2 separate regions of the Gossypium hirsutum genome follow, and region 1 is linked to region 2. A link is a contact called in public Hi-C data. All regions are on one chromosome and are shown on one strand. The core of a region is the stretch at or near the end of the contact, and the rest is flanking DNA. Distances in the headings are between cores, read along the strand shown.

The links. Hi-C and Micro-C count contacts between places; a contact is called where the count stands out from the background.
Region 1: a contact with region 2 is called in a Hi-C map of leaf, with 1.7 times the contacts expected there. The contact joins the promoter of LOC121223170 here to the promoter of LOC107913350 in region 2. A contact is called at or near these places in 4 of 34 Hi-C or Micro-C datasets (leaf and seedling).

The regions. Positions count from the first base shown.
Region 1 is chrD11:29,669,678-29,674,338 of Gossypium_hirsutum_v2.1, forward strand. It overlaps LOC121223170, which reads right to left and starts at 2,790. Exons shown (of 2, transcript XM_041104266.1): 1 at 2,752-2,790; 2 at 1,999-2,496. The coding sequence starts at 2,790. The coding sequence ends at 1,999. It overlaps LOC121223171, which reads right to left. Exons shown (of 3, transcript XM_041104267.1): 2 at 3,958-4,115; 3 at 3,485-3,840. The coding sequence ends at 3,485.
Region 2 is chrD11:29,444,854-29,449,511 of Gossypium_hirsutum_v2.1, forward strand. It overlaps LOC107913350 (protein CROWDED NUCLEI 4), which reads right to left and starts at 1,252. Exons shown (of 9, transcript XM_016841905.2): 1 at 731-1,252. The coding sequence starts at 919.

The DNA.
Region 1 (4,661 bases), core at 1,540-4,039, 230 kb after region 2:
TCGGTTGATGTACCGAATTATATTTTAATTAAAATATGAAGATTTAATCTTAAATTTGGACATTATATAAGAATCGAAATTGGAACTTGATTGATTGTTTGAGTCTTTAATAATTAATTCAATAATTAAAAATAGAGAGCTTATTATATAAAAAAAGCCTTGTAAATTAATTCAATAATTATTTGACTCTTTAATAATAACAACATAATTAACCCTTAATCGAATATCTACCTCTACCTCAAGTAACTCTTTTACAGCATTTCATTTCAAAATCTAAAGAATAACAGAACTATATCATACCAAACTTGCAATTAATAATCCCCAAAACAAGCAGGAACCAGAACCTATAAAATAATATCAAAACAGACGCAATAATTTCCAGTTTCATCTTCTAGTCACTAACAACAACTAAACAATTTCTGAATTGAAAAAACAGCACTAACAACATTTTCCACTGTAAACTCCTTCAAACAACAGCAGAGTATCCCAAAACTGTCTGGATTTAAATGGCAATTCACAAGTCTGGATCAGTCATTAAGCTAACTTAGAAAATGAAGCCGTAATTGCTCACTGCCTCAAGTCTGCAGTTAAGCTTATTAACTTTGATTGCAACCAAAATGAACCTAATGGTTCAGTACTACTACCTATGAAATAATAAACATAGCTTAAACAACTTCAATTAACATACTTGCATGCCTTAAAAGTATTTGGATTACATAACAAAGGAAAAGAGACAACAATCTTCCATGTATCAGATGTAAGATATCTATCAAACCCAACACCATTCCACCTAAGCTAAGCAAACTAGAACAAAATCTAGCCAAAAGAGCAGAGCATTACTAACAACAAAGTATAAACAGACCAAACAGACCAAGACGCAACAACAACTAAAATTACGCAAATTCTCCATTGTTTGGAATTTGAGCAGATTAAGTATGCCAAACAACAACTAAACAATCATAAAGCTCATTAGCATGCCAAAGAACAAAAACAACAGATCGAAAGCAGTTAAGTAGGAATAGCAAGGGAGAGCATATTCGTCCCCTCAAGTTTCTCTTCACAAATCGTAGAGGAGTTTTACTTGGGAAGGAAAACTAACCTGTAACCAGGGAAATTGGGGAAGAGTTCGATGAACAACAACCTGTAATAAGAAAAGAGAAATCGATTAACTCAAACAAATAATGCAATACAGGCAAGAATCGAAACAAAGAACTGAAACAAATAATGCAATACAGGCAAGAACCGAAACAAACTATTTAGCCCTAAAATTATGTCTTTCAATCGAACATGCAAAACAAACTTTGGAAAAACCTCTGGAAAACTAACCGGGTGAATGCAAAATTAGGCAAGATTGCGATGAAGAAGGTGTTTGAAATAAGAAAAGGGAAATCGATTTGGGTTAGTGAACAGTTAAAATAAAACAGCAAATCGGTTCCTCCTTCTTGATAAAATAAAGAAAATCAAAGAAACAAACTCAAATCAATGACGGACTGAGTGGAAGGGAAAAGAAATTACCTGTGTAAGGAGGCGTCGAAGAATCTGAAGGCTGAGGACGAGGGCAAAAAATGGAAAAGCAGAGAAGGGGAAAACACGGATTAGGAAATCGGGGATGAGGGAGCGTAATAGTTATTACGCGCAATAACTGCATAGGGGGTAACCGATTACACGCGGATTGGGATTACAGCGAATCAAACGGCCGTTTAGCAGTGGGCCCGCTGCATAGGGGGGAATACGCATGCATACCCCCCAACCAAACGCGCTGTTAAGCTTTGGCCCGGAAGGAAATTTAAAACTAAACTAAGAATATTCTAGAATACCATAATTATACCCCTATTCTGCCCAATCAGAAAACTGATACACATCTTGTTTGCTAGGCTGGCATTTCTTCTTCAAGACGTTTTCACAATTCCAAGGGGAGTATTTAACACTTTGTCTGTTGATCTGCCCATTTCACAGCTTCCCTTTCTTTCTCTTTTTCTCTATCCATTTTCAATCCGGTTATCGTACACTGTCATTTACTCTCTGAAATTCGGCATATTCAGGAACACTATCCACCAGGTATATCTCCTCCCTTTTCTTCATTGATTCTCTAGCTAGTATATGTGTTAAACTATTTGTTGCTCTTGGGATATATTCAAACGTTAAGTTTCTAGATCTGGACATTATTTGCTGGATATCATGTATATATGCTCTGATATGTGATTTGTCCTCTCTGTTTTCCTTGCATTTCTTGATGATTGATAATGAATCACCTTCAATAATGATCTTGGACCATTTCATCTCTATCCCGATTTGGACTGCTCTACGGCAAGCGAGTGCCTCCGCGGCAAAAGCTGAGCCTATCTGGTGATGAATCTCTAAGCAAGATATTAGGGCCTTTCCTTCAGTGTTTCTAACCACTATCCCCGAAGCCGCTTGACTAGATCTTTCATCATATGCTGCGTCAAAATTAATCTTCACTGTCTGATTAGGTGGGTGTTTCCATTTACTGAATTTCTGGGTAATTTTTTATGTTTCTTTTTCACTCTCATCTAACTTTCTGATGTAGCTCTGGAAAAAATTTGCAATTTCTTTCCCAGATCTACTAACTTTCTCATGTTATCTACTATTTCTTTCTCCTCAGATTGTCCATAACGCGCAACAAAATAATCAGCATAAGGAAATGTTATTCTGAGCAAACACCTAGGTTAGCCATTGTAGAAATTCCATATTAGCCTGTAGAAGCTTCTGGAATGATAATTCTGTCCATACTGTCACTGATACAGGGCATTCCCGGAAGAGATCGTCCATCGTTTCCACTACTGATTCACACCGGGGGCAAATGACATTAGTAATTAGCTTTTTGTATTGCATGTTAGCTCGTGTAGGCAAGTAATTCAAGGAGGTTTTCCAAACTGTAATCTTAATTTTGGAGGGTAGATTTAATAGCCATAGTTTTTTATAGAAACTACTTAGTCAGTTTTTAAAGCATAAACACTAGGATCTTCCGACCTTTGTAATAGTTTATAGGCACTACGGACAAAGTATTCTCTCGAGAGTTCACCATTCCAAGCCAGAAAATCATCACGAGGTGCTTTCGCAAGAGGAATATGCAAAATCTTCTCTGCTACTTCATTCAAAAAGGTATTGACAATGTTCTCTATTTTCCAGCTTCTGTTATTAACATCAATAAGCTCAGCAACTTTAAAATCACATAAATTGTTAATAATCGATGATAATCTATAATTTCTTGTATCCAAAATCCATGCATCATGAAGAACTGAGATATTCGTGCCCCTACCCACCTTCCAGCAAAGTCCCTCCCCTAAAATTCCTTTTGCCGCCCATAAGCTTTTCCATGTATACGAGCTATTATTCTTCAAGCGCGAATTTAAAAAATTCTCATTTGGAAAATATTTCACTTTAAGAACTTGCGCAATTAAAGAATTTGGACTATTTAAAATTCTCCATCCTTGCTTTGCTAGTAATAAAGTATTAAATTGGGTCATACTCTGAAAACCCATTCCGCCCTCTTCTTTCGGTCGACACAGAAACTTCCACTGGCACCAACGAATTCCTTTTTCCCATATCCCTTTTGCCACCAAAATTTAGCAAAGACATTTTCGAGGTCCCCACAGAAAGATTTTGGTAAAAGAAAATAAGACATAACATAGGTGGGTATTGCTTGAAGCACTGATTTGATAAAAGCCTCCTTACCCCATTGTGATAATAGTTTGACAATCCAGTCTTCAATTATTGCATGGATCCTCTCTTTAAGATTCTGAAAAGATTCTTTCTTTCGTCTGCCAAGCACATTGGGAAGTCCTAAATATTTCTCCGGATTTGTTGAACTTCTTACCCCTATTAATGACGAAATTTTACATTTTCTTCCTTCCAATGTGTTTGAACTATAAAAAATCGTAGATTTGTTAAAATTCACACATTATCTTGAGCACTTTTCATATTCCTTCAAAATACCTTTTAAAACCATCGCTCTATTACGTGTTGCTTCTCCAAACAATATACAATCATCTACAAAAAGCAAGTATGATACCGCTGGACCCTGCCTGCTAGCCTTTGCGCCTTTTAATAGACCCTCTTTTGTTGCCAATCTCATCAACGATGAAAGGCCCTCACTACAGAAAAGAGAAAGAAAAGGACTCAGAGGATCTCCTTGTCTCAACCCTTTAGTAGATTCAAAATTTTTTCCTCTTCCTCCATTAATGTTTACTACATTCGAAACTGTGGTAATGCATTTCAGAATTAATGCCACTCATTCTTTAGCAAAATCCATCTTTAACATTACTTCCTTTAAAAATTCCCATTCAACTCTATCATAGGCTTTGCTCATATCTAGCTTCACTGCCATATATCCTTTCTTCCATGTATGCTTTAGTCGGAGAGTGTGCAAAATTTTATAAGCCAAAAGCACGTTATCAGAGATTAATCTGCCAGGGACAAAAGCACTCCGAGTCGTATCAATACATCTCCCAATTACTACTTGAAGTTGATTGGCTAGTGTTTTGGCCACAATTTTGTAAATAACTGTGCACAAGCTAATAGGCCTATAATTAACGAGATTTGTAGGGTTTGGGGTCTTTGGGATCAGCACTATATCTATTGAATTGAAAGAGCCAAAATTTTAATCTTCATTCAAAATTCCTAAACAAAAGGTTGTGATG
Region 2 (4,658 bases), core at 2-2,501:
TACAAGGGAACACAACTAGCAACCAGAAGGACATTTAAGTGAAGTACGGAACTTTAACCAAAAGGTTTATTCAAGAAACAAGACTTAAGTTGATGGCTTGGCATTAAAATTTGACTTGAGAAAAGAATAAGAGAAAACAAGATCACAAGGACACAGAGGAATAGGTGGTTCTACTATGGTAGCCTACATCTAGTAATTGTCGATATTATGAACACATTGTTTTAGTTTATACAAGAATGCCCTATTTATATAGAAGGTTATCACCAATTTAGAAAAGAACCAAGCAAGAATATTGTATCGTAATATCTAAAAAATGGCGTCGTAATTATATCATAATCCCTAATATAACTAAGTACATTTATTAGATTAACAATATGTCAAAAATATTAAAACAAATTCTATATACAACAGGCTAGCATCTTTCAAGTACCAAAACCCTTACTGTTTTATGTTGAAATCTGTTAGAGATCACTTCCATTACTTAACCTTTTTATTAATATACATATCTGATTTTCTTTTCGTCTTAAAATTTAAAACTGAAACGCAATATAAAGAAAGAAAAGTCCATATTTTATTGCGACCTTCGCAATTCACAATTTAAAATTTCAATATACTACTACTCTCTTTGACCAATTGCACCCGCGACCAAACAAGTCTTTAAAGAAAAACAAAAGGAAAAGAAGAGCCATGAAATTTTTTGAGAAAAGCAGTTAAAAGATTTGAAGCAAACCTCAGCTTCAAGCTTTGCAATATAAGCAATAAGCGCAGCTTTATCTCTCTTCTTGATCGATTCCTCATCGAATCCAGCTTCCTTGAGTCGTTTCCAAATGGTTTCGTCACTAAGAGGACTCTTCACAACCCTAGACCCCGGCATTATAGACAACGCCCTGCCGCTTCCCGGCGTGATCGGACTCGCCATCTTCTAAACCAGATCACGGCACCAAAACCCTAGAGTTCCGTACGCCTGTAGCTATTCTGAATATGATTCTTCACTTTTCTTTCTTTTTCTCTGTAAAGAGGGAAAGGGAGAGAATCAAAGTACTGAGTCACCGGCTCACCACTCAGTGAGGTTTTGTTTTTTTGAGAGTTGAAATCGCCAAGAAAAAGAACTTTCTATTGGGATGATCCAAAAGCGATGTCGTATCGGGAAATTTAGGCTGCCAGTTTGTGGGGGAAAAAATGGGAAAGGAAAGGAAAATTGAAATTTTAAACAAAGATTAGACGGAAGAGTAAAGAGTAAGAATTGACAGTCAGCGTCCAACGTCAGCTAATTTGAAATTTAAAAAACATAATTAACGGCTGGTTTTCATTGGAGTTTGTGGGCTAATTTACACGTTTGGGTACTTGATTTTGCACCCAAATCTATCCTCTCCTTTTTCCTCCCAAAATAGCTACCAAGAAAATTATGGAAAAGAATTTCAAACATAATGACCTTTTTTCTTCAACTCTATAAAAAAAATCATTTTAGTCCTCTAATTAAATTTTCGTCTTTTTTAATTTTTAAATTTATATTTTCTGTCAAATCACCCTAAAATAAATGAAAGAAATTAATATTTGATAACTTTGTTAATATGGTATGCACATAAATGACACATCAACATTTAATTAACATTTTTAAAATTTTTAAAATATTAGAAAATATTTTTTATATTTTTATAAATTTTAAATAATTTTAATGATTTATAATTTTTAAAAATAGTTTCTATACTTTTTTTTGAATTTTTAAAATTTTTAAAAATTAATTAAATGTTGACTTGTCATTCATGTTTACTTGACAATCTACGTGTATGTAACATCAAAAAAGTTAAATACATTAACTTTCCCATTCATTCTAGGATGATTTGACAAAAATACAAGTTTAAGGGCAAAAAAATATGAAAAATTAAATAGATGGCTAAAATGACTTTTTTATAAAGTTAGAAGGCCGATAAAAAAAAGTCATTATATCTTTCAATTTTTTCCTCACTTCTGATTTTGATGATTTACGAAAAGGTTAAATCATTATTTGTGGCTTAAATTTGGTAAGTACTCTTATATTAGGATTTTTTTTTACATTGGGGCATGAATTAGACACTTGTTCCACATAAGGGCTTAAACTTTAAAGTTTTCAATGAAATATAAGAATTAACTTGGACAAAAAAAGTTCAAGTGTCAATACGAAAATAGTTACCAAATTCAAGTACTCATTTGGACAAAAATTAATTTAAGCTTCAATACGAGAACAATTATTAAATTTAAAGGCTAACTTAACACAAAAGAAAAATTAAAGCTACAACAATGTATTAACTTTTTTAAATTAATGTAAGATTTAATTTAAAATTCATTTTAAAAAATCAATTAATGTGCGGACTGAATCTTGGAAATCCGTTGACATAATTGCTAAGACCTACGGGCGAATTTTTTCTATTTTAGCTTGAAATAGCTAATTATTTAAAGCCAGTTATACTTCTTAAGCTAGGTCTTAACCTAATAATTTAGTGTGGAAAATGAAGGCATATGTGGCAACATAAGATGTTGCCAAGATTTTCACCTCATGCTTGGCTTTAACCAGCCACTTGAGGAGCTGCAACATCTTACTTCGTTTGGAAAAATTAAGAAAGAAAATAGAAAGAAGTAACGGAAGAAAAAAGAGAAGAGAAAGTGAGTGCAAGGTTTAACCATTCGGCAAGGCTTAAAGGAGGAAAAAGTTTTAAAGCCATGAGATTTCATCTTTTACCAACCATGTATTAAGAGGAAGGTCTTTTTTCCCTTTTTTTTATAATATGAAATTAAAAGATTAATATTTATACATTCGGGGCATATTTATATCACACACGCATACCTCACGTTTAAAGAAGACTACTTAAATAAAAGCTTACCAAAGATTTGAACCTAGGTGAATTTTAGGATGAACAATCCTTAGCCATCATGTATTAAGAGGAAATTAGAGTTACGACTCGCATGTAAATGTATAATAGCCCGTTTGGTAGAATTAATACTAATGTGATATATTAATTAATACTAATGTATCATCTTATTTTAAAATAATAAGTTGTTTGATAAGCTTAAAATTTTATACAGGCACGTTACTTTTTGTTATAAGATGGAGATAAATAAAATAGATTTGGAGGTGATATTTTTTTTTTGGTGAATAAAACTTTACAAAAATTACTTAGAGATATGCCCAAAATCTCATGGGGCGTTTCAAATAAATGAAGGTTGGAGGTGATAATTAAATATCACTTGTGTCAACACTTTTTTATGTTATTTTTTTTTAATAATACCTTCATCTAAAACTAAAAATTACACACTTTTCATTGTTGAGTACTAAAAATCATTCTATAGACCTTCATTTTCTCCATGTTCTCTGTTTTCTTTTACTGCCATTGTTGTCAAAGGTAAAAAGATTGTTCAAATTTCATCATTTGTGAGGCAAGATCAAATATATACCCAAAGTTTTTTAGATGAAATTTATACTTGAAAATTTTCATCGTTCATTACTTATTACCATTTTTTTTTCAGAATTCCTTTATAAACAAGAGTTAAGGTCTTCAATTGACAATTATCCGTATGTATTTTATAACTCACTCTTGATTTAGTTGAAAACCAAATTAACTACTTTCACATGAGTGCTATGTGTTTTTTTAAAAGAAACTTTTGGAGTATATATTTTAAATCTATAAATTTTTTAAGAAATTTTCACGTGTAAAAACTTCATAATGTTAAACTAAGCAAATGGATAAAAGGAGGAAATAGAAGTTTGAAATACTCTGATAATATGAATTCTGATGCACTTTATTGAATGAATAATGAAACCTTTATATAGGCTGAATTACAACTAAAAAATCACTAAAAAATAGGAACAAACCTGATACGTAAATCACTAGAAAATATCAACTAATATGATACTCCTAAAGTCTAGCAACAATAAGTTTTGACTGAATCAATAACTTTATTCAAACCAATAAACTAACAAATTTAACTCTAACATGCCCTCCCTTAAACTGATACTGTAAGTGATCAATTTAATTTTGGATCAAAGTGTAAACACCAAAATTTTTTTTGAACTTTACAAATGATACCAATTTGAGGGACTTGATAAATACATCAGCAACCTGATCTTCACTTCTACAATAAATGAATTCAATTACCCCATCTTTTGTAAGGTCTCTTAGGAAATGAAACTTCACGTCAATGTGTTTACTTCTGCCATATAGTACTGGATTTTTGGACAACTTTATGGTTGAATTGTTGTTGCAATAAACTATTGTTGCTCCTTGTTGTTTGAACTGCAATCCAGTAAGAATATTTCTTAGCCAAATGGCTTGAGAAGCACATGAAGTAGCAGCTACAAATTCAGCTTCAGTTGTTGATAAGGTGACAATTGGTTGCTTTTTTGATGACCATGAGATTGCACTCGAACCCATCATAAAGACATAACCCGAAGTACTCTTTCGGTCATCTAAATCTCCAACATAATCGCTGTCAATGAACCCAATCAAGCCTGAGTTTTCTCCCTTTTTGTAGAACAACCCAAAATCAAAAGTACCTTTCAAGTATCGAAAGATCCTCTTCGCAGCTAGAAGATGTAATTCTTTTGGGTTCTCCATGTATCTGCTAATAATGCTAACTGCATACATGATATCTGGCCTTGTTGCTGTCACATACATCAAACTCCC